Linked DNA regions of Cyprinus carpio: region 1 is linked to region 2. A link is a contact called in public Hi-C data. All regions are on one chromosome and are shown on one strand. Each heading gives the region's core, a stretch centred on a gene start, on an enhancer-like site or on the middle of the called end of the contact. The rest is flanking DNA. Distances are from core to core; before and after follow the strand shown. Region 1 has its middle 22 kb from the start of LOC122141894. Region 2 holds the start of src (proto-oncogene tyrosine-protein kinase Src).

Region 1 (2,700 bases), core at 51-2,550, 57 kb before region 2:
GATATTTTCTTTGGATTGTTTGACTACTCAAAAGACAATATAGGAGAATTAAATATAATTGGGATAATTTGTATTTCCTGCAATCTGCATTTCACATAAATTAACAAAAATCTGTCTCTAAAACTCTCTTCTCTTTATTCAAAGTTGATATAGACATGTATGGAATCTATCCAAAGCACTGTTAACCTTAACCACATTTTCTTGTCGTAAAAATGGGCGCGGCCTTTTGTAAATACTGTGGGTCTGGCTTCCGGTCTCATCCACCCAGCTATTTTTAGCTGAACAAAACAGTTCGTTTTGCGGCTTGATATTGAAAGTTGGTGTGTCTTATCTTATTATATTAATGTATTATCTTAATTATGAACACATTGGGTTGTAGTGCAAACAGTTTTATGGTTTACTGCACATTGTTATTCTCCTCCTTACTTTCCTATAGGCTAATGAACCGGAAGTCTCACCCATAGGCTCACTTCTGAGTTGAAGAAAAAGGTGGACATTCATCCTATGTGTCCTCTTAAGGTGTACATTTATTTATTTTATATTATTATTATTATTATTGTACAAAAAAAATACACACACATGGTATTTGTAGTAAAACTGTGGTTATACAAATGGTAAACAAATGCTAAAAACCATGGTAACTACACTTTTACTATATGCTAATAAAATTTGTATCTGTATATGCTTTCTTTTTTTTCTGTTTTGTTATTATACCTGTACTGACTTAATGGTTTGATGTTTTGCGCTGTTTATTTAAAAAAAAGAAAAGAAAAAAAGAGAGAAAATGAAAGAAAGCCCACTCCAAATAATGATTCACAAAGCGCTCCGAAGTTCCGTTCTGAATCAAATGATTCGCAAACCTGTTTTGAAGTCCCGATCAGGGGTGCATTTCCCAAAAGCAAATATTGTCGCAAGTTCCCCGTTACCAATAGAGTTTAATGGAATTAAATGACCATATTAGCTAACATGCTTTTGGGAAACAATGATTCACTAAACCGCACAGAAGTTCTGATCTGAATCAAATGATTTGCAAACCCGCTCCGAAGTTCCAATCTAAATCTAATTATTTGGGAACCTGCTCTGAAGTTCCAATCTAAATCTAATTATTTTGTTTGGTGATCTGAAGTTCCAATCTGAATCAAATGGTTCACAAACCTGCTCCGAAGTTCCAATCTAAATCTAATTATTTGGGAACCTGCTCTGAAGTTCCGATCTAAATCAGATTATTTGGGAACCTGCTCCAAAGTCCCAATCTGAATCAAATGATTCACAAACTCGCTCCGAAGTTCCAATCTAAATCAAATTATTTGGGAACCTGCTTCGAAGTTCCAATCTGAATCAAATGGTTCACAAACCTGCTCCGAAGTTCCAATCTAAATCTAATTATTTGTGAACCTGCTCCGAAGTCCCGATCTGAATCAAAGGATTCGCGAGCCAGCTCGAATGTCCTGATCTGAATGATTTACGAACCCGCTCCGAAGTAAATAAAATCCATGCTCCGATCGAATATGATTCGCGAACCATATTTCAGATCGGCAGCATATCACAAATCTTTCAATTCCCAAAATGATTCGCAAACCTGCTCCAAGTTCCGATATGAATCAAAAGATTTGCAAACCTACTCGGAAGTCCCGTTCAATCAAATAATTTGCGATAAGCGCTCCGAGGTCCTGATCAAATGATTCACAATATGTGCTACGAAGTCTCGATGAATCAAATGATTCGCGATACGCTATCCGATTCAAGCGCTTCGAAACGGTGAATCATTTTGCAATGCAATGGTGATTTGGAGTTTCGAAAAGCTCTGTTTCACCTAGCACTATGTGCTTTTAATAAAAAAATAAAATAAAAAAAACCTTAACAAGTGTTGTCGAAATTCGATCAGTTTTTCAGGTTGAATCAATCGGAGCGGTTCCATTATAAATGACTCACTCAGTTGACTCTGTTTGTCTGTTCCTCCGCTTGTTGTGTCTTCAGCCGTGATTATATCCCAGAAAGCACACATGCTTCTGCAAGATGTCTGTTAAAGATCACTTGATCTGGAAGGCACCTGTTGTGTGCAAACATCTGACAAAAAACTGTAAGATTTACATACATTCTAAATCATAAACATCTTAAAGACATCTAATAGACGTCTATTTGAGATCTAAAAGGAAAGGTTCAACAATAGTTTAAAACGTTAAATTTATCAGTAGCCTATATATTGTAATAAATATTTGAGAAATTATTTATCTGATTGTATTAGTTTTTAGAGAATGATAGTCAATGTAAAAAGTAATTGGTAAAAGATGATGAACACAAAACAAATCCTTAAGGAGCCCAAAGGGATCAGACTGAATGATGTCAGATCACATGGGATTTATGGACCTTCGGCTGGGGGACACCTTTGTTTTTCCTTTGTTTTCATTAATTGTCTTTCCATTTACCATTCTATTATGTATTTTTATTTTTAATATAACAGATTTATTTTATGTAAAAAAATAAATAAATAAACGAATGAATGAATGAAAACTTGCTTGATAAGAATAAAATCAAGTAAAAGCTAGCCTAAAACGATTTAAATCCTTAAGAGACTGAGCTTCTCTAATATTAAATCATGCTATTAGCTCTGTATATTAGAACTGCTGTTCTTCAACTGCAGTTTATATTCCTATTTGGACTTATTCACCACACTTAAAATGCTTTTTAAGGGCCATTGTA
Region 2 (2,700 bases), core at 100-2,599:
AGCAGGCGGAAGATAGATAGATAGATAGATAGATAGATAGATAGATAGATAGATAGATAGATAGATAGATAGATAGATAGATAGATAGATAGTCGAATTAATCAGTCTATCACTAACACATTTCATTAAAAGTAGAAAAAGAAGCAAGTACTGAATAAAGAAGTAAACCCCACTCCATCAACGATCTTCGTCTCAGATGTTTCTACTAAACAGATACAAATGAGAGAATAGTTGTACTGTACACATTTATAAAATGAATCCGGATCATATGTGGATTCATACTGGAATCTGTCATGTAATTTTGGCAATATGAACACAGTTTGAGACATTGTTGTCATCTGCTAACTCCAGAAATTACTGGCGTGTTTTTCCTCTGGGAAAATATCTGAAAAGCTGTTTATTTATCCTCAACATTGTCTAAAATAAACAACCGACAGAGTAGAGAAAGAAAAAAAAGGGGATCTGATTTGAAATTTTCCTTCCCTACAGGGAGATCAGGTGTGACGTACAAAAAAAAGAAGAAGAATAAGAAAAAAAGAGACAAATCCAGACTAGTCCTTGACAGGACTTCGGCTAGTTTTAGTCATCTGAAACAGCTCACCACATTGCAGTTGTTTGTCACACAAATAGATCAATAATCGCATGAATTGCATCTGGTTTAAATGGAAAACATCACGAGCATTTGTTGTTGAGACACAATCTTACAGTCCATTTAAACCGGAGAAAAAAATACCCGGATTTATAAACACCATGGACAAATAATAATCGGCATGGACTTCGTTTTAAACAATATGCCAGAACGTTTATATAGCCTCCTTCATAAATCGGAAATGTGCTAAAATTCACCTTGAGCTCTGTTTCTAATCTGAACGCCCAGCAAAAAATATACTAGCCTATATAAAACATAATCCAGACATAACGTACTCACCTTGTCGAGAACCACGAATGTGGCGTGAATAAAATCCTTTCGGTTTCCGGTTGCTCTGATTGACCTTTGAGTTACTGTTTTCGCTGTATGAATGAATGAGGCTCAGCTCTCCATAGTCAATAACTCTGACCGGCTCTGATAGAAGAAATGAAACGGAGCGAGTGAGCGCGTTCAGTGCGCGTTCATGACGGGGGTTGCCTGGGAACGCGCACAGCTGCTCGAGTCATCGTTAATAACAATGTTCAGTTAATATATCCAGCGTCACGATCAAACGTGATCGGGAATGATCTGATGCCTGGATATACAGCAGGAGCTTACGTCGTCCCTGAGAGAGCGCGCACGGCCGAAGGGGGAGTCAGACCCATGACACCCGAATGATGATGAGGGGAAACTGGAGAGGCAGCGGGGAGGGCAGGGCGCTCTGACGTGACACTGTTTTACTACGTTACACTTGACTAGCAGAGACAAGTCTGCACGCGCTCTGTTTCTGAGAGAGAGAGAGAGACAGAGACTCAGAGAGAGAGAGAGAGAGAGAGAGAGAGAGACAGACTCAGAGAGAGAGAGAGAGAGAGAGAGAGGGGTGGGAGGCCTGGAATGGGGTTCATCATGACTCTGTCGAGAATTTAAGGTAACTGGGCCACCTATTGCTGGATCTGGGGCACCCGAAACGTCATTTTGAGATTGCTCAGTGCATGCTCATGGCTTACATTCACTACTCTGTCATAAATGTAAATAAATAATTAAATCTGACAATCATACTGACATATAGACATTTTTGGACAAATCTGTCATTGGAATGAATCATTTAAAGGGTTAGTTCACCCAAAAAAGAAAGTTAGCCCATTATTAACTCAGCAGTGACGAATGCAGACTGGCAGTGGAGAGAAAAAAACAAAACAAACAAACCAGTAGTCACGAATTAGAAATGCAAAACCAGGATTTGTACAGAAGAATGTCAGAGGATTTGGATATAAGCCAAGAGGAGACTGGTTTTCCTTTGCTAAAGTAAGGCAACTTTGCTTCCTTTGCTCCTGTAAACAAACATTGGTTTTCGCGAGACTCCGAAGCGCATGCGCTACGTCTGCATCCTATGTCATCCGCCCGGAAAGGCTTCCGTGTACAACTGTTAGTTTCGCCTAGAGCCATGGATCACCAAATTGATTACTTTTACCATTTTAAATATGGATGTTTTGTATATTTATTTACAGGATAATTTTTAAAAACACGTTGATTCGCTACAGGAGGCCTTATTCACCCCCACTCATTATACTGCAAAAGACACGCAAAATTATCCCCACCTACTGGCGTGACATTGTAACATACAACAAGAAACACTGGAACCAGAGTGAAATAATAATAATAATAATAATAATAATAATTATATAGGGAGAGTAAATATAACTGAATTAGAATGCCAATCCTCACTGAATATTTGAGACTAGACTGATTGACTCATTAAATGGATTCATGTTTTTTGTGAGTGCTTCCCTTTAGCTTTGAATTTTCTATTACTTATGACAAGTCTCATCAGGTTTTGACAGCCACACACATACCAGAGATAAAGGCTTGAGGCCAATTCATGCTGTCTTCCTTCATTTGCACAATATATGTTTGTTGTACAGTAAAGCCAAGTTTTTAGCCAAAGATGTGGCACTGCAGCCCCCTGCTGGCAAATACTGGTTGCTCTTGGAATGACGTCAACACATTATTTACATAATTCCAGCAAGTGACAAACATTTGTACAAAATGAGACCATTAAAAAACAATGTAAT

What was found. A called contact is a pair of places that touch in the nucleus more often than the background predicts.
Region 1: a contact with region 2 is called in a Hi-C map of skeletal muscle, with 5 times the contacts expected there. The contact joins the enhancer-like site here to the promoter of src in region 2. A contact is called at or near these places in 5 of 8 Hi-C or Micro-C datasets (liver and skeletal muscle).

What each region holds. Positions count from the first base shown.
Region 1 is chrB23:23,048,386-23,051,085 of ASM1834038v1, reverse strand. No RefSeq gene overlaps it. Among protein-coding and RNA genes, the nearest start is that of LOC122141894, 22 kb to the left of the region's middle. Within about 2 kb of position 1,300, at least 1 of the 8 cell types and tissues checked has an H3K27ac peak or open chromatin away from gene starts, as enhancers often do. A contact at or near this core is called in skeletal muscle, where this site is marked.
Region 2 is chrB23:22,991,366-22,994,065 of ASM1834038v1, reverse strand. It overlaps src (proto-oncogene tyrosine-protein kinase Src), which reads right to left and starts at 1,349. Exons shown (of 13, transcript XM_042750050.1): 1 at 929-1,349.